2 separate regions of the Zea mays genome follow, and region 2 is linked to region 1. The links are chromatin contacts, called in public Hi-C maps. All regions are on one chromosome and are shown on one strand. Each heading gives the region's core, a stretch centred on a gene start, on an enhancer-like site or on the middle of the called end of the contact. The rest is flanking DNA. Distances are from core to core; before and after follow the strand shown. Region 1 holds the start of LOC100285494 (serine carboxypeptidase F13S12.6). Region 2 holds the start of LOC542364 (alcohol dehydrogenase 2).

Region 1 (7,787 bases), core at 3,813-6,312:
GACCAGGGAAGGGGGATACCCCGAAAAGGATCCTTCTCCATGAAGGAAACATGCCCCGAGCCTCCTTACTGATCAGAGGTTCAAAGGCTGGCCCCTCGGAGGGGTTCAACAGCCGCCTCAGAGCGCTTGGGTTCCGCGCCCACTACTGGTCAGAGGTTCGAAGGCCGGCCCCTCGGAAGGGTTCAACGGCCGCCTCAGGCCGCTCGGGCTCCGCGCCCACTACTGATCAGGGGTTCGTAGGCTGGCCCTCAAAGGGTTCACAGCCGCCTCAGACACAGAGCGAGGGATGACCCTGGGTACGTTCGATACATAACCAAGGCTCGGGCTACGCTCCCGATGTACCCTAGGACATTTCCGAGACCAGCGGGAACGATCTTGTAACGGAATCCCATCAGAGGGAGGCATCGAGCCCTCGGACCCCGTCGAAAGGGGACCGGGTCCGGCAGGTCACCCGCAGGTACTTTTGGAGCGCGCCTCCGGGCCTCTAGCCGACCCCTAACAAATGGGGCACGAGCGTCCACTCGGATTACCCGCCAGCAGCTCACTGGAGACACCATGTTCGGCGCCCTCCGAGGGCAACATGGCGCTTTCCCCCCCTCCTCCTTGCGGAAAGGCGACGCAGGGGCGTATGTAAAAAAGTCGAGTCTGTCCTTGACCGTCCTCTCGCCCTGTGCATAGGCTCGGGGGCTGCTCTCGTAAACCCGGCTCCGGCCAAACCGTTGACAGCGTCAACATACCAGCCCGAGAACTTGGGACCCGACCGTGCACCCGGGCTACGGCCAGCTCGCATGAGGGAACGACCAGACCAGACGAAGCATTACGCGAGGCATTAAGACCTCGGAGGAGTCAAACCACTCCTCCGAGGCCTCGGGGGCTACACCCGGCGGGTGCGCTCGCGCGCGCCCACCGGAACAAAACGCAACCGAGAAAGGCTGGTCCCCTTGCAAAAAAGTGCGACAAAAGCCTCTAAGCGAGTATTAACACTCCCTTCGAGGCTCGGGGGCTACTGTCAGGGACCATAATTAGGGGTACCCTCAAGACTCCTAAATCTCAGCTGGTAACCCCCATCAGCATAAAGCTGCAAAGGCCTGATGGGTGCGACTAAGTCAAGGATCGGTCCATTCGAGGGACGCGATCACGCCTCGCCCGAGCCCAGCCTCGGGCAAGGGCAGCCGACCCCGGAGGATCTACGTCTCGCCCGAGGCCCCCCTCCAGCAACGGACACACCTTCGGCTCGTCCGAGGCCCAGTCTTCACCAAGAAGCAACCTAGGCCAAATCGCCACGCCAACCGACCAAATCGCAGGGGCATTTAATGCAAAGGTGGCCTGACACCTTTATCCTGACGCACGCCCTCCAGTCGACAGAGCCGAAGTGACCGCAGTCACTTCGCCGCTCCACTGACCGATCTGACAAGGGGACAGCGCCGCCTGCGTCGCACCGACTGCTGAGCCACTCGACAGAGTGAGGCTGACAGCAGCCAAGACCGGCCTCAGGCGCCATAGGAAACTCCGCTCCGCCCGACCCCAGGGCTCGGACTCGGGCTCAGCCCCGGAAGACGACAAACTCCGCTTCGCCCGACCCCAGGGCTCGGACTCGGGCTCAGCCCCGGAAGACGACGAACTCCGCTTCGCCCGACCCTAGGGCTCGGACTTGGGCTCAGCCCCGGAAGACGACGAACTCCGCTTCGCCCGACCCTAGGGCTCGGACTCGGGCTCAGCCCCGGAAGACGACGAACTCCGCTTCGCCTGACCCCAGGGCTCGGACTCGGGCTCAGCCCCGGAAGACGACGAACTCCGCTTCGCCCGACCCCAGGGCTCGGACTCGGGCTCAGCCCCGGAAGACGACGAACTCCGCTTCGCCCGACCCCAGGGCTCGGACTCAGCCCTGGCCTCAGCCGACGGTCTCCGCCTCGCCCGACCCAGGGGCTCGGACTCGACCTCGGCCTCGGAAGACAGACTCGACCTCGACCTCGGAGGAGCCTCCACATCGCCCAACCCAGGGCACGGACCGACCACGTCAACAGGAGGCGCCATCATTACCCTGCCCCAAGCTGACTCAGGCTACGGGGAACAAGACCGGCGTCCCATCTGGCTCGCTCCGCCAGACAAGTAATGATGGCGCCCCGCGCGCTCTATGACGATGGCGGCTCTCAGCCCCCTTACGGAAGCAAGAGGACGTCAGCAAGGACTCGACAGCCCCGACAGCTGTCCTTCCGCCAGGCTCCAGCGCTCCTCCGACGGCCACGACACCACACGAACCGGGTGCCAAAACCTCTCCGGCTGCCACGATGGCATGTACTTAGGGCGCTAGCTCTCCTCCGCTAGACACGTTAGCACACTGCTACACCCCCATTGTACACCTGGATCCTTTCCTTGCGCCTATAAAAGGAAGGACCAGGGCCCTCTTACAGAGGGTTGGCCGCGCGGGGAAGGACGGGACGGCGCTCGCGTGAGGCCGCTCGCTCCCTTCCGCGTGGACGCTTGTAACCCCCTACTGCAAGCGCACCCGACCAGGGCGCGGGACAAACACGAAGGCCGCGGGATTCCACCTCTCACGCCCGTCTCCCTCCGGCTGCTTCCCCCCTTCGCGCTCCGTCTCGCACCGACCCATCTGGGCTGGGGCACGCGGCGATAATTTACTCGTCGGTCCAGGGACCCCCGGGTTCGAAACACCGACACATACCCATCCCCATTCGGGTTTCGGGTCCCCAATGGGTCCCCATCCCCAATTAAGAGATAACTAGGTACTAACAGGTAGCACAAACTATTTAGATTTCAGACATCACCACATCGACAAGCACTCATCCATGAACCATGATCCATTCATATCCATCCATCAAAAAAGAAATAAGTACTTCGAGACCGATAGAATAAATGAAGAAATAGAGTCTACTCACCTTCCTTGGTCACCATCTGAGTTCGTTGACGCCTGAGAATTCATGGTCGTTATCAACGTCTGGGCAGGGCGTAGCATATGGCTAGTTTATTTTAGGGTTTTGTTTGTTGCTAGTCTGCTAGTTGCCTTGTTGTGTTGCCTTGTTGGGCTAGGACCTGGGGCCTGGTGCGCTGTCGTGCTGGGCTTGGTGGCCGGCTCGGCCTCAACTCATTCATACAAACACGACAGATGTAGACGTATGAAATACCCATGGGTAATCGGGTTCAGATTATTGCTTCCCAAACTTTTACCCAATGGGTAGAGATTTTGTCCCATATCCATACTCATGGTGACAATTTTTGTCCCATACCCGTACCCTAATAGGCGAATTTCCCACGGGTTAGCGAGTATCGGGTCCCCATTGACATCTCTACTAGCATATCTACCATGTTTAACCAAGATACGATGTGAATAGCATGAATCAATCGTTACAACCAGATGCGCATTGGACCGAACGAAGAATGCGTTAATGTAGTGGAAGTAGTCGAATGTCCTCACGTACCGGCAAGAGCAACATGTTCACATGTCCTCCTCGAGTTCGTTGCTGGTGAATGCCACAGTAACAATAGCAGTGTCTCCACGACATCTATGTGTGCAATGATAAAGGGCTGTGAAGTCGGTGTGGTAGCTCGGTGGAACGAGAGAAATGACGATATTGTATATCAAAATAAGTTCATTGAAAGATATTCAAATGTCTACCTAATAGTATTGATTATCTATTATAAATGTCAATAGTTCCTTTTATACTCTATATATTGTAAATTATTAGACGTTTTCCCCCTAGATATATCGCTTCTATTATAAATATAAATCTAGATATACTCACTGTATATATAAGTATATATAGTAAATAAAATCTATATATTTAAAAAGAAATAAAAACGTGTAGTAACTTAGAACGGAGAGAATATATACGATAAAATTAAAGGTTAATTAACTATTTAAAAAACGAGATTAACAAAAAAGAAGAAGCATATTAACAACTATTTTGAAAACTGGGCGAACATTTAAGTAATCCAGAGCTAGGCTACTGCTGCTGGAGTACTGGACGCGTCTGACATGAGACTGTCTTCAGCGCATGCCACGCCCTTCCCCCTCCCCTTGCACTGTGCACGTTTAGGGTAACGAGATGGGTGCAGCGGCCACCTCTAAACCTTCTCCTGCAAGCAACAGTGGTAGCGCTGAGAGCAGTGCTCCGCTAGATATGGAGGGCTGTGGCAAGCCCTCTAAATACTGTGCTTGTACTGTTCAATTAATTGTTAGTAGAATAAAAATTGATAGGAGGTGAAAAGTAAGTATAGAAAATGTTTGTAGTGGGGTGTAGGGGAAGGATTTAGGGGGAACCGCTGTACAGGGTGGAGATATAGAGGGAAAGAGAACGCTGATGTGGCACGTGAGTGGGATATAGGGGGCCAAATTTAGGGGCAACCGCTGAAGACAGTCTGATGGGGCTTGAATGAGGTGAGCTGTGAGCCTGACGGGCCACATATGCCAAGCCATTGCAGCCTTCCTTGGTGACGGCCGGGGCTGACGCACGGGCTTGAATGCCTCTGACCTCTGACCCGACCCTACTCCAACTCAAGCTGAGAATGGCTGCCAGTAGTAAATGGCTTCTTATCGCTTCCCTGGTACTCCCTCCAACGGCTACCTATTCATCAGTCTCAGGTAGGGGGTAGGAGTAGTAGGAGTCATAATGCCGACCAACCCTAGATCCTAAGCCCTAATGCTTACCTTAAACAAGACCAAGAGTTCAGTTCCAGTGGTTGAAATGAGAGCTGAAACGCCTGTACTGTACTGTACTGTAATGTACCATGTGGAAAATGGGATTGCACTTGCAGGCCATGAACAGGAGGAACTAGTACACTGCTGCAAAGAATGACAACTGGCACGATATCTTGTATCGATAAATCATATAATAAAAAATCCACCACCTACATATGTTGTCGAGGAAAATGAAAGGTAATTAACCACGTACTAACATTTTCAATTTGCATCTTGTATATTTCCCGACGAAACAGAAGGTCAAAGTCGTCAGCGCCTCCGACGAAAATCAGGAGCAGAAACCGTCGGATGGAAACGAAACAAACTCAAAACTGAAATGACAACAACTCACGAGCTAATCGCACAGTCTTTTTCGCGTGGCTTGGCTGACATGTGAAAAAGCTAGGCGCCCCCGATAAAAAGGGCCTCCCCGCTCCCCGGACGCGGCGGCTACTGTTTCTGTTTCTTCCTTCGACCCCGGTCGTCCCGTCCTCCGCTGGGCATCGAAAGTCGAACGCCTCCCCCCTCCCTCCCTCCCAGTTCCGTCGTCGGCTCCTGCAGCAGCAGCAAGCAATGGCGGCTTCCTGGAGAGCCGTGGCGCTGGCGGTGGCCGCAGTGGGCTGGCTTCTTGCCGGTGCCGCGCGGGCGTTCCCGGCCGAGGACTTGGTCGCGCGGCTGCCGGGGCAGCCTCCGGTCACGTTCAGGCAGTTCGCCGGGTACGTGGACGTCGACGCCAAGGCCGGCAGGAGCCTCTTCTACTACTTCGCCGAGGCGCGGGAGGACGCCGCCGCCAAGCCGCTCACGCTGTGGCTGAATGGAGGTCGGTTGCTACCGCTCGCCTCCTCCTCTCCTCTTCTCTCCTCTCTCTCAGTAAAGCAATTTTTTTTTGCTGGAGTTCGTTCTCTCTTGTGTTTACTGCGCCTGAACCGACGGTTTTGGTCCCTCTGGACGTTACTTTGCATCTGATGAATTCCAAAACCGAACCGTTTAGTTAATTTGGCTGTTGTTGAGAATTTCATTTGATTCGCTTCTTTTGAGTTTTGTCATGGTGCCTTGAATTTTGATGGACTTTGTTTTTCGAGAAATTTGTGATTTTGCCACTTCTTCACAGATCCATTGGATCCCAGTCCGCCTCTGGGCTCTTCTTGTTATCTCTCTTGTAGCTTCGTTTGGTGTTTCTGAGCAGAAACAAAACATATCTCATGTTCCATCACTTATTATAGTGGCACCTGTACTGTTTCATTAAGGAAAATAATTGGTATTTTTTCCCACTCAATACGTTTCTTTACAAATTTTATTATTTATTGGTGCATTAGTTATTACTTTACTGTAGCCATGACCAGGGATTGAAACTAATAATCAATTTTCTCAAATATGCCTTTGTTAAAATATAATAGTATACCTTTAAGAAAAAAAATCTATATTTTATTCTCTATCCAGCATATGTTTCATTGTTCAGGTGGGTGGGGATTAATGATGCCAGGTAGAGTGTTTCCTGGACTGGAAACAGAGGACTAGCTCCTATTCGTTACCTGCTCCACACCCACCTCACCTGTCAAGAAAAAAAAAATAGTAAGGAATTAACATTAATAACTTGCATCGTGACACCCTGTTTGCTAAGTACTTAAGTACTAGGGTGTCTTTGTCATTGGATGTCACCATGTGACCTTGCCCGTTTAGAGCCTTACTCTATCTATCGGGCTCTGTGTGGACGTGTGGTCCTTGTGGATGTCAAAAGAAGTGAGAAATCATTTGATCCCCATGCATCAAAAGACACCGGAAGAAAGCTAGCTTCAGGCATAATTCGATTTTCATATCAGAGGATGAAAAGGAAACACTTTTTTTTTTTAAAAAAAATAAACTTCTTAGTACATTTTGGTTACTAGTTACAACAACAATGACTATGAACTTAATGAATGGTCAGGAAATGCACTTTAACGTTCTCCTGCTTGAAGTCTCAGCCCATTTGGTTGTCAGGTCCTGGCTGTTCTTCGGTTGGAGGTGGTGCTTTCACCGAGCTAGGGCCATTTTATCCGCGAGGAGACGGCCGAGGCCTCAGATTGAACAAGAAGTCATGGAACAGAGGTCGATCTTTAGGCTGTCGCTATATTTCCATCCCATTCTTCTTCAGTAAAGAATGGAAAGTGCAGGTCTTAACAGAGGTAGATCTTCGATGCTCTTTTACCTTTGATTTCACAGCGTCCAATCTTCTGTTCGTGGAGTCACCGGCTGGAGTTGGATGGTCTTATTCGAACACTTCATCGGACTACAGCACTGGAGACGTGCGGACTGGTCAGTTGCTCTGACAGTTGATTGAACACAGCGAGCTAAGCTGGGATCTCACTGTTCGTCAATCTAACTATGCAGCTCATGACATGTACCAATTTTTGTTGGGATGGTATGCGAAGTTTCCTGAGTACAGATCAAGAGCTTTGTTCCTTACCGGAGAGAGTTACGCAGGTAGCGAAGTACATTTCAATTAAGTGTGAATTCTATGTTTTTAGCAGAACCTGCTGTGTCTTGTTTGGTGAATGGTAGTACTGATAAATAACACAACGCAGGGCATTACATACCACAGCTCGCTGATGTACTTATCACCCATAACGAGAAATCCAAGGGTTTCAAGTTCAATATTAAGGGAGTCGCTGTAAGTAACCGAGAATAATAGTAATAATGTACTTATCCTCCTTACTAAGTTTTATCTTTTTTTTTTTTTTTTTTTTGCGTCGAACAGATCGGGAATCCGCTCCTCAAGCTTGACAGGGACGTCCCTGCGACCTACGAGTACTTCTGGTCTCATGGCATGATCTCCGACGAGATATTCCTGGCGATCAGCCACAGCTGCGACTTTGAGGACTACACCTTCAACGACCCTCACAACGAGAGCAAGTCATGCAACGACGCCATCGCGGAAGCGAACAGCGTAGTCGGAGACTACGTCAACAACTACGATGTCATTCTCGACGTCTGCTACCCATCGATCGTGATGCAGGAGCTACGGCTGCGAGAATACGTATGCTATTGCTTGCTCCTCCGACTACGCTGTTCTTCCTCGTTTGATTGGCTCTTCTTGGTTGCAGGCGACGAAGAT
Region 2 (7,787 bases), core at 3,086-5,585, 260 kb after region 1:
TGAGTTTGATTTTCAAAAACAAACCAAGTGGTGGCAAAGGATGATCCATATATGCCAAAATTGAATCAAAATAAATTTGAGTTTTATTTGAAGTGATATTGCACTTGTTCTACTTGCTTTATGTTGTGTTGGCATAAATCACCAAAAAGGGGGAGATTGAAAGGGAAATGTGCCTTTGGGCCATTTCTAAGTATTTTGGTGATTGAGTGCCAACACAAGTGCTTAAATGTGAATCTATGCCCATGGATGGACAAAGTGCAAATCAAAAGTAAAGGTATGTTTCTAAGCCTTAGTACATTGGTTTTGTGTACTAATATACTTGTCTAAGTGTTAGAAACAGAAAGAAGAAGAAAAGAAAAGAGGTGCAAAAGGCTTGGCTGTGTACAGCCAAGACTCAGCTCAGTCTGGCACACCGGACTGTCCGGTGGTGCACCGGACAGTGTCTGGTGCGCCAGGTTGACTCGAAGTGAACTGGCCGCTCTCGGGAATTTCACCGGCGACGTACGACTATAATTCACCGGACTGTCCGGTGAGCCAACGGTCGCCGGGCCAACGGTCGGCCGCGGAATCCGTGCGCGACACGTGGCCGAGCCAACGGTCGGAAGGGGGCACCGGACTGTCCGGTGTGCACCGGACATGTCCGGTGCGCCAACGGCTCCCAGATCTGCAACGGTCGGCTGCGCCGTTTAAGGAAAGAAATCGGGCACCGGACAGTGTCCGGTGTGCACCGGACTGTCCGGTGCACCAGTCGACAGAAGGCAAGATTAGCCTTCCAGATTTGCTCTCAACGGCTCCTAGCTGCCTTGGGGCTATAAAAGGGACCCCTAGGCGCATGGAGGAGGACAACAAGCATTCCTACAACATTCCTAAGCACCAAGACATCGATTCCGCGCATTTGGTTCATTGTGATAGCATCTAGAGCTCTTGTTGAGTTGTGAACTCATTGAGTGGTGTTGCGAGCTCTTGTTGCGACTTGTGTGCGTGCTGTTGCTCTGATTTTGAGTCTTGTGTGCGTTGCTAGTTCCTCCCTTACTCCGTATTTCTTTGTGAATCTCAAGTGTAAGGGCGAGAGGCTCCAAGTTGTGGAGATTCCTCGCAAACGGGATATTGAAAGGCAAAGCAAAACACCGTGGTATTCAAGTTGGTCTTTTGGACCGCTTGAGAGGGGTTGATTGCAACCCTCGTCCGTTGGGACGCCACAACGTGGAGTAGGCAAGCGTTGGTCTTGGCCGAACCACGGGATAAACCACTGTGTCATCTCTGTGTTTGTTCTCTTGTGGTATTGCGTTTTGTTGAGACTCCTCTCTAGCCACTTGGCGATTATTGTGCTAACACTTAACAAGTTTTTGTGGCTATAAGTTTAAGTTTCACAGGATCACCTATTCACCCCCCCTCTAGGTGCTCTCAGAACTTCTACCGGCAAGTGTGGCACGTGCTCTTCAATGATGAGACCATGCAAATCATGGCATATATCGAAGTCTACATGATACTGATGGTTGCAATGTAGTAGTGAAACAACTAAATTAAAATAACAAAATTTATGTATGGCGATGATTACAAATGGATTATGAAACATTTTCTTATAACAATATAAGACACATTTTGTATATAAGTTATCATGTTATTATATGTTTCCGTTGCTACGCACGGGCACTCACCTAGTTCATCGTAGAAGGTCATAAGACATAAGTGTTGTAGTGATTGTGCACATGAAAAGGAGTGGTGTTGGGTCTAAACTAAATAAAAGCAATGGTCAGATGAGCATAAGTTTTTTTGGCCAGAATTGTTTTGCAGAAGATACTCCATGCGCTACACATGAAAATGAGTGGTGTTTGGTCCAAGCTTTGATAAAAAGCAATGGTTACATACTTAAGTTGGAATCTCAGACTCGCTTCCTCATGGAGTCTAGCATGCTCCATCATGATTATAAGGAGTGTCCATTGAAAATTGAACAGTTATAAACATGGATCCCAAATTAGATGAAACATTTAAATAGGAAAAGTTATAGAGAACATGACAATAGACGCTAACTTGAAGTAGTAAAGTATAAGTATGCAATGCATATGATGTTGCCTCTATAAGAACATCAGTGTTCTCTTCAATGTATCATCGTGATAATTCGCTATGTTATTTTGTTTAATCACCATCGGATCCATGAAGCCCACATTACAAATCCCTTCTTTGCGGCTCCTTTAGATCTCCACCCAATACGATATGAAATAGGCTTAAGGTCACACAAATAGTGAATAGACATAAGTGTAATGTCGGCAAGAGATATCGAGAACACTTACAAAAACCTAGCAACTAGTGAGAGAAAAGACTGAGAGCGTCTCGCTCGTGCATATGATAAATATTCTCAAAAATATAGGTCCGATTAGTCGAGTCGAAATCCAACCACAAGAGTTGTATGCCATTGAAGTAGTTGGTATCTTGATGACCATGCTAATATAGGTCCTCTCAACAGCTAATTTCTCCATGTACCATTCATGGAATCTGCGCATTTATGTTGCAAGTTCTTTGACCAGCTCTGGTATGACTAGAAACTTGCCATACTCATACTTCCAAACTGTTGAAGTTGTTGCGTATGTACTTTCTAGCCCCAACATGTGTTCTTTCATCAGGCCTACAGACTTCAAAAATGCCTCCATATTAATACCATTTTTGGATGGCATGTTACTAATTGGTTGAGGCTATTTTTCGAGTTGTAACTCATCTTTTTAACATGTTTCCTTAAGATTTCTTGATAGAGTGATCATAATCTGATAGAATAGCTTTCTTTTGTTTCTCACTCATATTCACAAAGAACCTCCTCGTTACTGGGTCTATTGGTTATTTCTTTGGAGAAGATATCTTTCTTAAATGATCCTTCACCTTGGTAGCCATAAACAGTAAATACAAATAGCAAATAATTTTAATTTCCACAAAATAAATTTAAATATACTAAAATAAAAACAAATAGTGACATGAATGTGTCACCCAAGTTTAAGAACAAAAATTTTATAAATTTTTAATCTAAAAAATAGTAATTAATGCCATGTTCTATAAACTGAATCAAAGACATCGAAATAGATTTTATTATTTTAAAGTTAAGGTGTTACATAACCTTATAGCTTGCTATTGTTTTCACTAGTACAAAAAAGGTATATAGAGACGGTTTGTAATCTATCTTCACTAGCGTTTTTAGAACCATCAGTGGTAGAGCACAGTAGAAATGTTTTCTCACATGCGGTTAATTGAGAACCACTAGTGAAAATCGATTTTTAACTACAGTTCAGTTATGACAACCGTTAGTTGAAATTGATTTTCACTAGCGGATGAGATATGAAATCCGCCATTAAAAATCTTTTTTAGGAAATATAAACTGGGTTTTAAAAGTAGCAAAATAAAAAATATTATGGACCCCCACACTGACAGCGATCGAATTACAAAGTTTCGTAACTTTTAGAGATCTACAACTTTTATTTATATGATTTTTACGTACAAGGTCATTTGAGAAACTAAAAAATCTAGATAAAATGAATTTTACTAGCGGATTTCATAAGAAACTGCTAGTAGAAATGCACGATTTTCACTGGCGCTTTTTTTTAAGAAAACCACTAGTACAAAGTTGTTTCCACGGGCAGTTCTTAAATCGGGCCAGCCAATTTGTTTTCACTGGTACTCGATAACCAAAATCGCTTGTAGAAATTAGACTTCACCGCAGACATAGAGCTTTTTTACTAGTGTTTTTTATAGTTTTTAGAGAAAAATTGAGCTATAGCTCTCTATTTATAAAATAGTATGTGCTCTATTTTTAATTATAAGATGTTTTATGTTTTAATATAATTTTTATATACTTGTAAGTACATGTATAATATAATTAATATAACGAAACTTAAATATCTTATAATTTAGGGCCAGTTGGAAATATAGCACTCAAAATTTTAAAAATTGGAAATTAGTTCATTTTTATACCTCTCTATGGTATCAAAATGAACTAGCTATCTAATTTTGTACAGTTAAGGGACATATATACAATTATTAATTCTATAATTTATCATTGAGAAGTAGTCCTAGCTAAGTACCACTAGAGGACCCGGAAAACGGTAAACAAGAAACCGCCGGAGGCAGAAACCGGCGGCCCGAAGGCTGGCTCGCGGAGGCCGGGAAAACGGAATGCGGCAGCGGACAGTCGGACACCTCCCTGCCTCCCTGGTTTCTAACCGCGACTACAAAAAAAATCCGAGCCTTTCTTCCCCCACTTGCGCCGCTACGGTCCAGGCGTTCTTGCTGCCTCCCTCGTAGACTAGACTCTAGACCACTATATATACAGTACTCGTCCCCGTTTTCTTCCTCACCAACTTCTCATCATCAGCCAAGTGTAAAGAGTGCGAAGAAGCAGTAGCAAAAGGATTCCATTCTCGTGTTCTTGGAGTGGTCCATCGATCGAGCTCCGTGAAAGAGAGAGAGAGAGAGCAAGCAATGGCGACAGCAGGGAAGGTGATCAAGTGCAGAGGTGCGTGCGTCTTCTACCTCCACCTTTCGTGATGGCTACTAGCTAGCTAGCAGCCTAAATCACTGGATTGATTTTGTTCTTGGATCCCTCTGCAGCCGCCGTGGCGTGGGAGGCCGGCAAACCGCTGTCCATCGAGGAGGTGGAGGTAGCGCCGCCGCAGGCCATGGAGGTGCGTATCAAGATCCTCTACACCGCGCTCTGCCACACCGACGTCTACTTCTGGGAGGCCAAGGTCTGTGCCTGCTGCATCTCTAGCCGCAGAACGTTGATATGCATGAGCATGACAGATCTGGGCCTAACCAGTGATTTTTGGCTGAATCTTGTCTTGTGCAGGGGCAAACCCCGGTGTTCCCGAGGATCTTAGGACACGAAGCGGGAGGGTATGCTTCCATCTCCCTGTCCTCTTGTGCTGTTACTGTTTTCTCTACTGCCTGTACTGAGCTCATCACTTTCTTTCCACTGTTTTTTTAGATGTGCACCTATGTGTCTTATTATCATGCGATTCTACTAGTTTAATTTAGCGCGTCGGTTCTAAACATAGCTCGTCAATTCATGATTCATCTCGAGCACAGCTGGTTTGGCAGTGGATTTAAGATCCACTACTAAAGAAAGCAAGCGTGCATATTTTATTGAATTAATTGGGTATAAATTAAAGCCTCATGTGCAGATTCAAGGAACACACAACGTCAGCCATGAGCCCATGACACAAAGAATCTGCACTTAAGATGTTTATTCTTTCATTTTTTTCTCCATAAGACGGATAGAGACAAGCTACAGCAGCCAGGACCACTAATACTAGCTCTGTTAATACGTCTATTTCCAAGCTAACGACCCGCTCTTGGTCGCAGCATCGTGGAGAGCGTCGGAGAGGGCGTGACCGAGCTCGCGCCAGGCGACCACGTCCTCCCGGTGTTCACCGGCGAGTGCAAGGAGTGCGCCCACTGCAAGTCGGAGGAGAGCAACATGTGCGACCTCCTCAGGATCAACGTCGACCGCGGCGTGATGATCGGCGACGGTAAGTCCCGCTTCACCATCAGCGGGCAGCCCATCTTCCACTTCGTCGGGACGTCCACCTTCAGCGAGTACACCGTCATCCACGTCGGCTGCCTGGCCAAGATCAACCCCGAGGCGCCTCTCGACAAAGTCTGCATCCTCAGCTGTGGTATCTCGACCGGTAAGCAAAGATGCCATTTCCATTCCATGGCCATGCCGTGCTTTAGCAGGATGGCTTACAGCTTACTGAACTGTCGCCGTCGTTTTGGTGCAGGCCTTGGCGCGACACTGAATGTGGCGAAACCAGCCAAGGGCTCGACGGTGGCGATTTTCGGGCTTGGGGCTGTAGGCCTTGCTGTAAGTGGTGGTGGAAGTTTTATGAGGTTTATTTTTTTTCATATGATTGGAATATGTATGGAATGAACACTCACTGTATACTATATATGTTTCAACGTACATGATCGATCAGGCTATGGAAGGTGCTAGACTGGCTGGTGCATCAAGGATCATCGGCGTGGACATCAACCCAGCAAAATACGAGCAAGGTATAACTAAACTAATTAATGCCATCTTAGGCCTTATTTTTTTACACCAATCCAGCTCTGATTAATGTGGATTGGAATTAAATCTATATCATAATCCATACTCCAAAATAATCCAAACCTAATTAATTTTTTATCCAGTTAAACCCATCCTAAACTATAACAAAGGCTTTGTGAATTTTTTAAACTATAGAAGGCATAGATTCTATCCATAGCTCACTAGATATGAAACAAAATCCATAAAAATATTATACAAATTTATATTAGAATCCATGTATTAAAAATAAGTAGGTTTGAAAGATACATAGATTAAATGATGGATTTAATCTCACCATAAGATTGAGTGTGAGGTATGGATTCACCCAGTTCAGAACCGGATTAAATCCATGATGTGATGTCATTTCATCCATTGCAACCGAACAAGACCTTATATATTATGTGTGAAATGGCAGTTTTGTACTTGTATGATTCTTGATGCCTGCGGCACAGAGAACTTACTTCCATTTGCTTTTCGTTTTTCAGCTAAGAAATTTGGCTGCACTGAATTCGTTAACCCCAAGGACCACGACAAGCCAGTGCAAGAGGTGTGCTTAGCTTTGTCGCAGTATATATATTACTGACGGCGATCCTTTGTTCAGGACAAAGAAACTAAAATCCTACATGTATCTGATATCCACTGCTCGTTGGTGCTCCTGTGTTGCATTGCAGGTGCTGATTGAGCTGACCAACGGCGGCGTCGACCGCAGCGTGGAGTGCACCGGTAACATCAACGCCATGATATCCGCCTTCGAATGTGTCCACGACGTATGTGCTCGCCTCAGCTCAATCTTGTGCGATTCTATCACCACCATCATCTGCTTTCAGGCTGAAATGGAACTCTGAAATGCAAATGCAGGGCTGGGGTGTCGCCGTGCTGGTGGGTGTCCCGCACAAGGACGACCAGTTCAAGACCCACCCCATGAACTTCCTCAGCGAGAAGACACTCAAGGGCACCTTCTTCGGAAACTACAAGCCCCGCACCGACCTGCCCAACGTCGTCGAGATGTACATGAAGAAGGTAAGCCGCCGCCTGAAGAACCTTGGAGTACGTACCTGACCTGCTTACGGTTCAACCGTATCCCTGACTGACGATCAACATGCGATGTGTGTGTTTGTGTTGTGTACGTACGTAGGAGCTGGAGCTGGAGAAGTTCATCACGCACAGCGTGCCCTTCTCGGAGATCAACACGGCGTTCGACCTGATGCTCAAGGGGGAGAGCCTGCGCTGCATCATGAGGATGGAGGATTAGAGCTTCATTGCAAGCTTGCTCCTCCTGCAGGGCAGGCATGTCGCACAGCAAATGGGCATGAAAAGTTGAAGGCGCTCCAGTCCTCCAGCTTGTGTAGTACACAGTAGCAATAAAACGTTAGTGTTTGTCCTGTGCCCATCCTGTATTATTCTGTTCCAGGGTTTCACCTTTATCGTCAGTGTGTGGTCAGGTTTCAACCCTTCTCAGAACAACCCCCTCCCAGAAAAAAAACAAAGGAAGAAGTTTGTGTCCAGGTTTCAGAATCCCCTGTCTGTAATTACCATTTTGCATGACAATAATGAGATACTGTAGATATTAATAATGTTCCAGACCTTCAAGGCCTCCCTCCCTCGCAAATTGCAGATTTACTTGAGGTACCATTCGGTATTCACAAAATGTAACGTAAATAGTAGTGATTAACACTCGATTACCAGCGATAGGCAGTTTGAATAAGACGGTGTTAGTTTC

The links. Hi-C and Micro-C count contacts between places; a contact is called where the count stands out from the background.
Region 2: a contact with region 1 is called in a Hi-C map of leaf, with 6 times the contacts expected there. The contact joins the promoter of LOC542364 here to the promoter of LOC100285494 in region 1. A contact is called at or near these places in 4 of 25 Hi-C or Micro-C datasets (ear, leaf and tassel).

What each region holds. Positions count from the first base shown.
Region 1 is chr4:14,220,604-14,228,390 of Zm-B73-REFERENCE-NAM-5.0, forward strand. LOC100285494 (serine carboxypeptidase F13S12.6) reads left to right here and starts at 5,063. Exons shown (of 10, transcript NM_001158386.2): 1 at 5,063-5,516; 2 at 6,674-6,781; 3 at 6,896-6,988; 4 at 7,064-7,156; 5 at 7,258-7,343; 6 at 7,431-7,709; 7 at 7,777-7,787. The coding sequence starts at 5,270.
Region 2 is chr4:14,482,350-14,490,136 of Zm-B73-REFERENCE-NAM-5.0, forward strand. LOC542364 (alcohol dehydrogenase 2) reads left to right here and starts at 4,336. Exons shown (of 10, transcript NM_001111940.1): 1 at 4,336-4,495; 2 at 4,591-4,727; 3 at 4,829-4,875; 4 at 5,344-5,669; 5 at 5,763-5,845; 6 at 5,958-6,033; 7 at 6,553-6,614; 8 at 6,739-6,834; 9 at 6,926-7,087; 10 at 7,203-7,634. The coding sequence starts at 4,462. The coding sequence ends at 7,319.